2 separate regions of the Rattus norvegicus genome follow, and region 1 is linked to region 2. Evidence: chromatin contacts called from public Hi-C data. All regions are on one chromosome and are shown on one strand. Each heading gives the region's core, a stretch centred on a gene start, on an enhancer-like site or on the middle of the called end of the contact. The rest is flanking DNA. Distances are from core to core; before and after follow the strand shown.

Evidence for each region. A called contact is a pair of places that touch in the nucleus more often than the background predicts.
Region 1: a Hi-C map of liver shows a contact between it and region 2, with 3 times the contacts expected there. The contact joins the promoter of Ccdc59 here to the promoter of Tmtc2 in region 2. A contact is called at or near these places in 3 of 12 Hi-C or Micro-C datasets (kidney, liver and mammary epithelial cells).

Annotation. Positions count from the first base shown.
Region 1 is chr7:43,026,922-43,033,969 of GRCr8, forward strand. It overlaps Ccdc59 (coiled-coil domain containing 59), which reads left to right and starts at 2,351. Exons shown (of 4, transcript NM_001108090.1): 1 at 2,351-2,928; 2 at 3,852-4,158; 3 at 6,611-6,710. The coding sequence starts at 2,775. Mettl25 (methyltransferase like 25) reads right to left here and starts at 2,647. Exons shown (of 12, transcript NM_001108089.1): 1 at 2,338-2,647. The coding sequence starts at 2,590.
Region 2 is chr7:42,691,518-42,698,700 of GRCr8, forward strand. Tmtc2 (transmembrane O-mannosyltransferase targeting cadherins 2) reads right to left here and starts at 1,634. Exons shown (of 12, transcript NM_001171177.2): 1 at 1,552-1,634. The coding sequence starts at 1,634.

The DNA of each region.
Region 1 (7,048 bases), core at 1,101-3,600, 340 kb after region 2:
GGTGGAAAGGTCAAGGATCCTCTACCCTCGGGTGAAAGGCAGCTGAATACAGTAGCCTCCTTGTCTTAGGGGACTCCTGCAGTGGGAAAGGACCACACCCAACTGAGGAAGAGATGTTTACTCAGCTTACAATACCCATCAATTACATGGGAACTGTAGCAGTCAGGTCCCTGGAGGCGGGAGCTGAGGCAGAGGCCACGGAAGTTAAATAAGGCTTCTTAGGCTCTCTCTAGGGCTCCATCAGCCTGTTCCATCCCCAGCCCAGGGGAGCACTGCACACCCCAGGCTGGCCCCGCCCACAACAATTTTTTTTTTTTTTGGTTCTTTTTTTTCGGAGCTGGGGACCGAACCCAGGGCCTTGCAATTTTTGAATAAGAAAACTTCCCGCAGACTGGCCTGCAGGCCAATCTGATGGGAGTACCTTCTCAGTTAAGGCTTTCTCTTCCCAAATAATTCCAGTTTGTATCCAGCTGACAAAACTAACCAGCCCGCTCCCTACACTTCTAGCTTGTGGGAGAGAGAGAGAGAGAGAGAGAGAGAGAGAGAGAGAGAGAGAGAGAGAGAGAGGGGGAGAGAGAGAGAGAGAGTGTGTGTGTGTGAGAGAGTGAGAGAACCCTTGGGAAAGCTGGCCAGCCAGACTAGCCAAATGGCAATCTCCAGGTTCAGCATGAGATCCTGTCTACCATGCCATGTGGGGACCCATCAAGGATTACACTGGACATCAATCAGGTCTTAACACACATGTACCCCTCACAAAAACATACATATACACATGTGTGCACACATACCACAAACCTACATGTGGAAAAGGGTGTTTTTTTTTTTTTTTTAAGTGAGGAACAGCTTGACTGTTGGCCAAACAGTAAAAATTTCATTGCATAGAATTTGAAAGATTAACTGGAGAGCAATGCCAACAACTGAGATACATGCGTGTTTTTATGTTGTAAGAGTAAAAATACTCTGTGGCTAGTGGCAGTTGCTGGTTGCTAGCAGATGAGGCCACATTTTCCTCAGGGGTACAGCCATTGGCAAGTTGCTCATGCTCCAGTAAATAATGCTACACTCATATTCATACAAGCAACGCTAATTAAACCCAGTGGGACACACACACATATGAATACACACACACACACACAAAGACATTGACGTAGAATGAAGGCTAATTGAGAAGAAGAAAGTAAGGAGTTAAGCAGGAGAGGGAGGGAACAAAGCAAGGTATTGACCGGTGAATATGATTAAAACATATATGTACAAAATGTTCAAGATAATTAAAAACACCCTTTATATGCTAAAATAGCTTAAAGATGTTGAAGACTTATGTGAAACACACAACTAGATTTGAGAAAACAAAAGCTGCATCTTGTGCACATCACACACACGTGGAAATACATCACATACATGTGCATATGTGCATACCAAAATTATCCTCTGGGCAATGCTCAACACATAGAACTTTCTTGTCCTCATCTGGAAAAACTATAATAATTTAACTCTTAAACTGCTGTTAATGAGAGAAATGAGAATAAAATTCCAGTTTGGCTGGACTTCATCTGTTGTTAAGGTAGATATGGTTCCTGCTTTTTACAAGTTTATGTACCAAATTGTCAACGCAGAATGCTGTGGGAGAATAGGGGTGTCCAACTTTCCAACAACCAAGAACAATTTCAAAGAACCAATATTTCTTAAGTTCTATCTTTAAAACACGCCCCACACCTGCACCCTCGTGGCACTCTGCATTTACTGGATGCTTCGGGGATGAAGTAAGTTCACTAAAGTTGACAACACGTGGAAAACCTGGAAGCCAAGCTCAAGCACTTCCAGGAGCTGGTGTCGTTCCATTGTCTATTTCCAAAAACAGAAATTTGGTAAAATCTACGTTTTTGGAGGGTATGAACCTCCAAAGCCTAGAAAACATCAGGGCGCATAACTGATACTGAAAATACATAGTTTCAAGTGAACTAGCGAGCATTCAAAACTTTCGCTATCACCATCCCTCATCCACAAGACAATCTTCCTTGTTCTGATTATAAACAGACTCTTATCCAGTCTTCCAAGCTCACACTTCAACCTTGTATTGATCGTCCCATAGTCTTGATGTTTTCAAAACTAAACTGTTGAATCACTAAGTGAAGGGACGTCTCTTCCCTGGGTTGACTTCCTCAAATTGTGGAACTCTACCCGCACCAAGACTAGAACCCAGAGGGGACCCCGCCCACCCTCACTATTCAGATCCCTCCAATTCCCCTCCTAGGGAGAGCATCATTCAAGTCCCGGCCACTTCCGCCTAGTTCCACCAGGGGGCGCACTGACAGCCGCCCCGCCCGCCCGGCCATTCACCTGATCCCGCCTCTGCCTCCCCCAGGGGAAGCGTCTCGTGCAGCTCGGCCTCCGCCGCCGACTTCCTCAGCGTTGCCAGCACGCTCTCAGGGGGCAAGTCGACCAGCTCTTGCCAGATCGACTTGGTGTAGAAGTCCACTGTATGCGCACTGGAAATGGCCAGGGCGCCCCTTAGGAAGCTCAGCAAGTCCTGTAACGTGGCGTGCAGCGTGGGCAGGTCCGGGGCCCTGGGGAGAGGGCTGGCCGCCGCCATGACGCTCGCCCTCCAGGGCTGCAGGTGGCGCCAACATGGCCGCGCGACCCCCTCTCTCCCCGGAAGCAGCACAGGCCGAAGCAGTCGAGCTCCGAGCATGCGCTAGTTTGGGAGATTGATTGCTTCTGCCTGGTGACGTATTTTGTCGGCGTCCACTGTAGTTCTACTAACCCGGTGGTGTAAAATGGCGCCCGGGCGGCCGTCTTCGAGGTTGCGGACCGGAGGATTTGCGGCGCGTGGGGAAGGGACTCCTCAGGTCAGATTCGGAAATCAGAATGGGAAACGCAGGACCTGGCGGCCGAACCACCAGCAAGCCTTCCTAGGGAGCGTGCGCGAGGGTACGTAAGAAGACAGCCGTAGTGGAATCCTCGGGCCCTCGGAATCCTAGGTGCACGATGGGTCCGGGCTTGGAAAAAGGCTTTAGGACGTAGACCCGGTCCGGCTTAAGATCGGGGTAGCCATTCCTACGCCTGCCAAACCCGAGAGCTTCTCAGTCCTTTGCATGGGAGAACCGGACGGTGCTGTCAACTTGAGGTTTTTAACGCAGCTCTTTAGTTTAAGCGGAAGCACGGAGCGTCTAGGGGGTCCACTTGTCTATGAGCATATAGGCATACTTGCATCTGTATTACAGCAAAGGAAAGAGAGAAAGATCAGGTTAAAAGTACACTGTACCAAAGCCCTGATAAATAAGAAAAAAAAAAAAACTACACAGTAGCCCTCTAGTCTCATAGTGCTGTCTTTCCTAGATTTGTTGTCTTATCTTTTGTAAGGCTTCTCAATGCACGTCAAATGGTAAAGTATTTTTGTTCGATCAAATAATAACTGACAGGTGTTCAGAAAGTTATACAGTATTCCCCTTTTTGTTGTGTTTTATTTTGGAAAATAAGTCATTAGTAAATTTATCCAAGGGAAAAATAACCGATTACCCTACCTTATTTTTAAGTATTTACTTAAGACTCTGGTGATGTTTTATATGAAATAAAGAAAATGTAAGCTGTGAATACGATTGTAAGTTCAAGCTGAGCAGTAAAGTTTAGTTTACTGTACTTAGTTTTTATGTGGTGTCTGACAACTGTTAGCCTTATATTCAGGTAAAGGGCCAGCTTGCTCTTCAGTGAGTCATTAAATGTGTTGCCTAACCTAAATTTTAAAGCAAAGCCAAGCAATTCTACCATTTGGATATAATGTAAAAGAAAAAAAAATCTTCGTTTATTTTTCACTTCCTGTTAAAGTAATTGTGACTGAGATCTTTCAATGTTAGGACAGGGTTTTGCATTTCGGAGAAAACTGAAGATCCAGCAAAATTACAAGAAATTGCTGTGGAAGGTAAAGAAGGCACCAGCATCACAGGGATCCCAGTTCGAAGATCATTACCCAGAGCATCTGAAACACCTGTATCTAGCTGAGGAAGAAAGACTCAGAAAACAGCAAAGGAAGGTGGACCTTGCTCTGTCAGAAGGACAACTTGACCAGCCTTTGCCTGAAGAGGAAGGCAACACTGAGCAGGCTGTGTCTGAAGAACAGTCGAGTGTTTTCCAGCCTCAGCCAGAGGAGCCGAGTACAGTAAAGTATGCACTTTCTTCTTTGGAAAGTCTTCACTTTAAAGAATGTTTTATTAACTTGTGTAAGAATTAGAATTTTTCTTAACACACTTTTCAAGTCATGTAATAATATTTCACGGAGTCTCCCCTTTTAATGTTAAATGACTGAAGTAGTGTAGTTGAGCATAGATGGTGAAAATATGAAATGAGAATTAATAGATCTGAGTTTCGATCTACCTCTCAAGAACAAGTAATACAATTGGACCATAATTAAGCCCAGTTATTAATGTATAATTTGGGGTTGGGGCTGGGTTTTATGTTACAGATCTGTAAGCCCAATATTTAGAAGGATGAGGCCAGACTATTACCAGTTCCAGGACAGCATGGGCAACATAACCAACCAGACTACAAAAATAATGCAAGCGTGTAGCCGTTGGCACTTTGGATTATAAAGCTAGACTTTCCATGATAGTATACCAGTGTCCTCTCTATGACTATATACTATGACTTTATACTGTGAAGGATAGTATAAAACTATTTGAGAGCCACCATGTCCACCATCTTGCACAGCCCCAACCCGGATCATCTTGTCAGATCAATGATGTTCCTAAAGCATTTCATGACGTTTTGTCATGTTCATTTATATCAAGTATTCTAAAACATGCTTGATGTTTGGTAACTTTATGACTGCTAACTGCTGTTCTCTGTATTTTAATTTGCATTTTCTGCAAAGGGTACAGGAAATAGGTTACAGTTAATGAAAACCAAGCAAGGCATGATTTTATAGGCCTGTAATCGTCTCAGAAGGTGGAAACGGAAGATTGTTGTTAATTCAAAGATAGCTTGTCCGTAGTAAGAGTCCATTCTATGAAACAATAAAACTGTTAGCATGTGGATGTTTTCCTGGATGAGTGCTGGCTCATTTCTGTTGACCCCTGTACTGAGGAGGGTGAGCACAGGAGGATCCAATAGTTAGAGGCTAAGCTGGAGCAGGCGGCGGGTTTCAGGCCAGCTGACACTACTTTATCTTAAAACAAAACCCTTTGGCCACTTTGATTTGAGCTAGTTTATAAAACTTTTGCTACATACAAGACAGAACTGTTGTCTTTCAAAGCTGAGGCAATGATTGCACGTACAGGACATATGCAGGACCAAGCCAGGCAAAATCCCATCATGGGCTGCAGAGGGACTCACAAAGTATCATATCTAGCTTTGGAGATTTTGACGATTGATGGTTGTTGGGGAGGGAGAGTCCGTCTTCCTCAGACATGCCTGAGAGACTACCCGTGCTCCAGTAGATGGCTCCACACTCATGCACATGCACTAGATGCACATGAGAAGAGGAAATGGTGCGTAGGTTTGAGCAATAATACTTTGTATGAATGTATATAATTCTCAAACTGAGAATTGTTTGTGTTGCAAATAAGAACTAAGTATATAGTAGGGGTAAAGGAAGAAATGAGGGTTGGTTGTGCTTTGTTTTCTGTAGACTCTTCTGTCATGCAGTAGTAGATGGGATAGGTAGATCCTTGGAGCTCATTGGCTAGCCCCCTGGTTTGTGAAGAGCCTCAAATACAGTGGTGAGCAGTCCCTTAGTCTCTGTACATGTCTCTACACTATGCCCAAACCCTTAGGAACACTCTTGTGCATGAGAAGTAGAAGCGAAGAATGACACTCTCACACTGAAGTTTTCAAATGTAGGTAATAGAAGGAAGCAAAAAGCCTATTGGATATTTTGGGCTAGGAGATCAGGACTGTCTTGGTAAGGACATTTTGGAATGGTGGAGCAGAAATAGGATGTCAGAGAGTCAAGGAGTGAGTGAGAAGTCATGACCAGTTTATTCTTCATGCAGAAATTTACTATGAAAAGTTAAACATTATTAGCTGGCCAGAAGATAGACTTTGGTAATGGAAGACATATGCACTTATTTTTAACCAGGGAGCTGTTAAAGTAGATTGTAGTTATGACAGGAGAAGGTGAGACACAGAGAGAAGGAAGGTTGCTACTAAGTGACGTAACAAGTAACACTAGTGACTTCCCTTTCTAAGAGCTCAAGGTGCTTCAGTGTAGAGCACTGCAAATGCAGACTGTCTAGGAGGGATGGCTTGTGGTAAGAGGAGGAGACAGACACAAGGACGACAAAAGCAGTCAGATTGAGGTTTATTTATACCTCAACTTTTGTTGCATCTGGTACTTCATTTTCCACCTGTTATTAACAGTTTACTATCCATCCATCTGTGTGCTAAGTATTTCTCCCAGAAATACCCATTTACCATCCTTTGATCTGTAATCTTGCCTGTACTATAGTTTTAATGTCTTATTTGGACATGTCCCTTTTGCTGTTGTAGTTGGTATTGGTATTTTTCTTCAGGCTTCCTTCAGTTTGTATTAGTGAGGTTTTTATATATAAATACTGGATTTGACACGGTATCATTTTTTTGAATGGTTTAACTTACCTGTCTTAATCTATCTTGCAAGTTCTGTGACTTTTCCAAAGAAAAAGAGAAAGAAAACTTCAAACCAAAAGGCACAGGAAGAGTATGAACGAGTACAAGCGAAGCGTGCTGCTAAGAAATTCGTAAGTCCTACTTTGTGGTTATTTAGCCATGTTTCTCATTGGCACATAATATTTATTGTCTGCTTTAATACTTATTTTATGCTTTACCTAATAGACTTGTAGAATTGTACAATTTTCAAAGTCCTTATTTGGTTCAGACGATCTTAGTAGGTCAGTGATAAGATTTAAAAAACAAGCAAAGAAAATGTTGCTGGTAAGTAAATAATATGAGCATCTGTGACAATGTGTCTCAAACTGGGTTCTTTTGCAAGTTCCTTAGAATAATCTTATATGCTGTAAATTTGCATTCTTGAGACCTAAGTAATCAAAATATTGATAATTTTCTTAATTTAAGAAAA
Region 2 (7,183 bases), core at 384-2,883:
GCAACATCACAGAAATCTGGAGGAAAAAAAGCAAGCAGCACAGCCTACCTCACTCTCAGATCATTTCTTAGAGCAGTTGAAGTCAGTACACTGTGTGAAAGTTGAGTAAAAGTTTGTCTGCCGGGGAGACTATCAGCCAGCCTCCTCTGGGCACAACACAGAAGCACATCAAGGGCCTATGAGGGTACTTTGGCAAGTATTACCAGGGAATTTCATAGCAGACATCAGGGTGGGAACCAAGACCTCCTGATTTAAGACATACAATCACTCTTAGCAGGAGAGTGGACCAGACAGAGTATACAGAACATGGCTGATTAGCAGAGTACACCCCTAGCTTCTCTTGCTGTTGTCAACCACTTTGCTGAGTTCACTGGATGCCTCGCCCTAACCCTGGGGATCCATTCACTCCCCTAAGCCCAGAGAGGCTGCTGAAAGTCTGTCAAAGTAAATCTGTGTTCACTTTTTGGATGGTTTAATTTCAATGGAGCATGAAACACCCCAGGACGGTTAATAAGTTTAGCCAGGCATGCTGTTCTCCCTAATATATTTTAATTATGCATCTGTTTTAATTGTAATCAGATTAAGTCACCGGAAAGGCACAAATTGGAATTTTCCCTAATGGCTATTGGAGCTTTTCATCAGTTTCTAAACACTAACAACATTTTTAAAATAGGTAAGGACATCAGCACAAGGGTGATATTTTCCAAGAATCAACGCAGTTTCTTTGACAACACAACCCGGGTCTCATTAGCCACCCAAACTAACCCAAATACAGAAGACAACTTCAATCTCCAGGGGCGTCTTCTTCCGCAATTAGCACCAGCGAATCACTAATGTCTAAGGCAAGACTCCCAAACAGAACTGAAAGCCCACGTTTTTATAAAGGACTTCCCCATGATAAGTGAACGAGGCCGGGGGAACCAGAGATAAAACCAGCAGCAAGATACAGTAGCTCAAAGTTTACTATCGGACACGTCAAAGAGAAAGTTGACGCAGAGTACGCGCGCTCTTTCCTCTATTTTGGCAACTGTCATGCGTGAGTTTAACTTCCAGAAATCAGTGTCCTATCAATAAAAGGAAACGACACGGGGAAGATCTTCTAAGGAGTGGAGAGTTGCTTCCTTCCAGCCCACACGTAAAATCGCTTAATATGTTTTTCTGCACCAAGGTAAACCTAGGATTGTTATTGGATTTTTTTTCGGGGCTGGTTGTTTGTTTAACGTGGGTTCATTAAACAGTTTTCCAAATTGCCTGGATTTCCGCTAAGAAACTTAAGCGCCTGCCTACCGGCAAGAAGCAAGCAAAAACCTGCTGCAAAGTAGGAGCGGAAACTCCTTTGGCCAGCCCAGCGCGCCTGCGTCCCGGCTGTTGGCTATAGGTGTTACGGTTTCCGCGTCGTCTAAACCTTCAGGTGCAGATACCTGTCCGCACCACCACCACCACCCCCAAGACGCACTTCAACCTGACAGAAAGCAGTGCTAGATCCACCGATGAACCCCCACCCCACCCCTGTCGCGCCGCAGCCATTGCCCCTTTCTCTCACCCACTTACCTGTCATCGTAGCAGAAATCCGCACTCAGGGTGTTGAGATACAAGGCGAGCCCCAGAGCGCTGCTCACCAACTCTGCAATCATCTCTCCACCGCCTTCCCTCCGGCTTGGCTCCCAGCGCGAGCGCAGCAGCGGCAACAAAAAACAGAAGCATCAATCCCCACCTTCCGCCGCCTTCTGCTCCTGGCTGCACTTTTCCCCGGCTTCCCCGCCCGCCTCCTCGCCCTCCCTCCGCTCCTTCTTCAGATCCCCGGCTCCTCGGGGCGCCGGGCTCCGCTGTTCCTGCGTGCTCCGGGGGTTGCGGGCTCACACCGCTCTCCCCATTGCCGGACAACCGCGAGAGGCAAGCGGCGATCGGCTTCACGCCCCCCGGCGGAGAATCGGGGCTAGTCCTTTCCCGCGGCTCGCGGTCCCCACCCTAACCCATGGCACTTTGGGACACCCTAGGTAAAGGACTGGGGAGATCGAAGAGTGCGAGGTCCGGGACGAAGGGGCCGGACAGAGCGAGGATCTGGGACCAGCGGGAGGAAAGGAGGGAGAGACAGAGAGAAAGGGGCGGGTGGGAGGGACGAGGCGAACCGCCTCCCCTCGCCGCCTCCCGAGCGCACGACTCCGGGGTCGTTCGCAGCAACTCGGCCACCACCGGGGCTGCGGCACATTCACTCTTTATTGGTTCCCTCCCGGACCCCTCTCCAGTGAAGTGAGAAGCGGCGACTGGGGACTCCAAAAGCTCCCGCGTGGGGTTCTCGCCGCGGCCCCACGCGCCTGCGTGGCCAGCCCACCATCCTAAGCTAGCCCAGCCCCTTTCTCCACCCAGATCCTCCCTGCAGACTCCTCCCTGTCTACCCCCACTGGCTGGAGGCTCCGCCCACTCTCCTAGCAGTTCCAGCCTCGTCCTCCGGCCCAACTCCCTTCTTCCTCTTTCTTCACCTTCCTTTTTACTCTGGAAAGCACCCCCAGGACAAAGATGACTTTTGGAAGATTGCCCAAAACGACAGCTAGAGTGCGCTCTGGGCTCTGGGAGGTGGAGGAGAAAGGCGACAGGAGGAGTCCATGACTTGTCCAGTGGTGCCTGGAGGAGCCTTGCACGCTCTAGATCGCAAGCCAAGCGTCTGGTGCCAAGAGCTGTCAGGCAAAGGTCTGGTCAGCTGGAGAGACCTCTGGGGACACGGAGAGGTAGGACAGGTTTGCAGAGCGCTGGCAACTACGATTGACAATAAGGATTGACAATAAGGATCTATTGCCCGCGCGCGCTCGATGCGTGAGCTGAATTGGGATGGAAGGGCCTGTTGAAGAGCTGGGAGGTGGGGGAGGAGGGAGCAGCGTTTAGGAGAGAGTTCTACTCTGGGGCCACGCCGTCACCGTCGACGTTAATGTCAGTGGAAAGACGCGTGTCCCGCAGTTAGATTATGAAAAGGGATCCAGGAAATGAAAGGGGAGAGGCTAGAAGATAAGAAACAACCATGTGCTCCTCAGAAATTGCGTGGGGGTGGGTGTCTTTCGTGGTTCAGGACGGTCAAGCTGCCGCTGAAAACACAGAAGAGACCACGCTAATGAAACCCTCTACAGAGGCATGCTTAAACCCAGCAAGGCGGAAAAGCCAGTGCCCTTTCCTTTCCGCCCGGATGCAAGACTGGATGGAAGGCATCCAACGTGATGAAATACGGCGTAGAAGAATAGTCTGGGCAGAAGGAGCACTGGGTACTAAAGTTGCATGACCAAAGAGATCCGAGAGCTGTCTGCCACACCCCCTTCCTGCCTGGTCCCCTTTCTGACTGGACTGGTCGCTCACTTGGACGATGATGAACACTACTGCAGCGCCCCCTGCTGTGGGGATGCTACAGGGCCTAGAAAACAAGTCGGTGCAGGACTGACTTGTCCCCCCATTGGAAGAGCAGCACCTGACCAGCAAACTCTTCAAAGATACTAAAGAAAGCGGAGCACCTGGGTATGTGGCAGCGATCTGAAAAGTTTGAGTGCCTGCAGAATAAAGATGTCTGACTTTACAAGGGAATCTTTTAGACCCTGACAAATGTGGGTTCTACCTGCAACAGGCAAATGTTGATTTGATCAAAATATTCTGTGCATGTAGGAAGTTCTAAAATAATATATTAAAGACAATGGTTCCTGTTTTGCATGCTCCCCGATATACTGTTTTTTTCTTTTTTTTTTTTTTACGTTTTAAAAAAATCATATCAACTGGTCCATTCGGATCCTCTCTGGCTCTCTCCTGGGCTTATATATTGATATTGGACCCTGGGACCCTGGGGGAGGAATACATACTTAAGTCAGATATCTAGGTTTGCGTATCAGTTTGGCTATTCGTTATTTGGGTAAGCTAGGGCCAATCACCTTCTTCATGCCTCACTTATAAATACACTTTGGTTAGAGGAGTTACCATGTAAATAAAGCATTTACACAGAGACTGACTGGTTCAATAAGTTAGCCCTTAGAGTTTCCAACGTCCGTCATCTTTTGCTTCTTAACTAAAACCTAGACACCCCCTGTAAAATGCATACCATCACACCCACACCGTCCCATTCTTAGTGCAAACTGTCACCCAAATACACCCATCACATCTACAGAGCTCTAATCCTGGTCGAAGCCGTTGTCTCCTACACCAACTAATCGAATGGCCTTGGAAATGGTCTGGCTTCTACACCCACAGCCCCTGCACCAAGCGTGTACTTGAGGCAGCAGACAAGCCCATTTAAGTTCAATCACTCCACCTAGCCATGTGTAGTGCACATAGCATAAAACTCTCTTTTGGCCCTCCCCCTCTTTGCAAGAGGTCTGTCCACGTATGCCTTCTCAGGAACCTTCTTTTCTCTCCTTCCTGGAACTGTTTTCTCCCCTAGACATTCTTCGGCTGCTTTCTACTATCAGGTATTTCAAATGGTATTGCTTTAAAATTTCCTTCACGTACTTTATAAAACACACACACACACACACACACACACACACACACACACACACACACACGACATCTCTTTCCCATCATCCTTTATTACTTCTTTCTTAGTACACATTAGTATCTTTGTTTGCTTGCTTGCTTGCTTGTTTGTGGGGCTTGGGGGGGGGTTTGAGACACAGTTTCCCTAGGTAGCTCTGACCGTCAAGGAATTCACTCTGTGGATTAGGTTGACCTCAGCCTCAGAGATCCACCTGACTCTGCCTTCAGAGTGCTGCTATTAAAGGTGTGAGCCACCACTGCCCGGAGATAAGCAAACATTTATTAACGTACCCCTTGAATGATGAAGTTTGTAACCTTATCCGCATAATGCCCAGAGCCTATAGCATCTGAACATGTAAGAGAAACTATAAAAGAGGGGTAAACAAATGAACAATAAGAGTATTTAAGGGATTTTATGGAAGAGCTGAAAGCCCACAAGTAGTCATCAGGAAGAAGGAACCAATTTGTTATCTGCTTTAAAGATGCCGAGCAGGAGGGAAGAAGGGTGACGTTGGAGTGCATCACTTCCTCAGGAAGACCCATGTAGGAAGTCACACGAGGACAACCTCTTTCCTAAGACTTACTGGCATAAAAGTAAGAGAGACCTTAGGGTTCAGAGTGCTAAAACCTTGTGAACATTTCTCAATTCCAAAGCTCTGGTAGTTTCAAAAAGCCAAGTGTGGCTTTCTCTACCACCACACAGCCCCTTTGAATTGCCTCGGGAACTGAGTCATGCCATAAAAATGGTAGACCTTGAGATTCTTAATAGACAGCAGACTGGACATCCTGAAGTGTTTGGGAAAAAATTCAGTTGCTTGTAGCAAAAAAAAAATTCGATTGTACTTTAACGTGGGTCCCTATATCTTTCCTGTGAATTAAGCAACGGGTTCTTGTAGATTGCTCTCCAAGGGCTGAGAAAGAACCAGTGCTCGCATTTTCCACCTTTCTCAAACGATTACAGAGAGCAACTAGGATTAAATATGCCACCACTACTCCTGGAGATCATTTATGACCACAGAGCTCCTTTTAGCTTATTAAGGTGCATTTGTCCGCTGTGAGGCGAGGGGAGGCTGCTGCTGCCTCCGTTCTGAATTTATACATTGTTTATTTAAAGCTGTTGCAGCTATCCTCGGTGGAAGGAAATTAGGCTGGTTGGCTTAAAGCTTTCTACCTTAGACACAAGTTTGGCAAAAAAAAAATTTAAAGTGCTAAGCCCTTATTTTCCTTATTTTCCCGAGTAGGTCCCACACATCTGCTACCTTACCACTTCCTCAATGAATTCCATTTTATAGTCAACCAGACCTAGCCTACATTTGTTCTGCATTCCCAGGCCTTTGTTGTATAATTCATACCTTTGTGGTGCCAGTTCCTCGGGGTAAAGATTTCCTTATTTTCCTAAGACATTTTTAGTTTATTGTGCAATCCCATCTTCCCTTTGGGTGTTGCATAAATATTAACTAAAAGCCCACATCTGGTGTTAGTCGTCATTTCTATTTGTCCTAATATAACTTCGCTTTGAACAATTCATTCGGAAAGTGTGCCAAGGGTGAAATGCGGCACATAAATTCTCTTTGCACTACACAGAGTGCTTTGTAAAATGCCCACGGATTTGGTTATTTATGAACAGAAGATTTGCACCTCTTCCTTACAATCTCAATTCTAAAGTTGCAGCAGGCTAGAGTAATCACAAACCGCCATATGTTTTCTGCAAGGGTCTCCGGGAATCTCCTGCTAAAACCTTAACAGATTGACCAGGTAGCAGAAAAACTAGCACAGCAGGTGAAACTGCCTGTTCAGGGAGGTCAGAACAGAGAGCTCGCTGCTGGGGGACTCATAAGCTCTGGGTTCTGCTCAGGAAATAACACTGCAGGAGAAAAACAGCAGAAGGTGGATGAAATGTGGGTTGTGAAATAGAAGGAAGCACGTGGGCTGAGTGGTTAACTAACGACAGCAAAAGCATTGGCGGCATATGTTTTCCCGGCATATTCTCAAGCACTGTCCTGCAGACATGACAGCATGCTGCCCTCAGACTTGTGATCTATTAGGAATAAAATTAGGGGATTGCAACGGCAGAAACAGATCCTGTCTCCCCTGTCACAAAACCAGGCCTGTTAAGAACCAGCTGCTACCACAATAATGATCACTTTAGGAATGTCACCCTTCTCCCAGCCTCTAGTTCAGAGAAAGAGAAGGTGGGGAAGAAAAGGAGGAGGAGGAGGGGTAGGAGAAGGAAGAGAGTATAAATTACACGTTCATAACCAGATCAGAAAAATTACAGATACGTTGAGGCTACTGATAGAATTCAGAAGCTTATCAAGAAAAGCAAGGACAGAAGCAACCTCTTTCATTGAAGCTCTCCAAATGCATTCACGTGCTCTGTTACAAAGGGTGCAAAATAATACAATGAACAGCTTGGAAATTGCTTGGAATCTTGGCTAATAGGGCCAATCTTGGTCTCAGTAGAATAAGAGAAAAAAAAAAGGACTACAGGAAAATTAATTTGAATGGGAATTTTTTTAGATTAAAGTTAGTCAGTTTTGCCTTGACGTTCAGTTCAGTATGGACCTTTGAAGAGAAAGAATGGCCTTTTTAGACAACTTTGTAGAATGAAGAATCTACATTCGTGCTCTCCAGGACAGCACACATCAACCACTTGCAGCTACTGGGTAGCTGACATGTG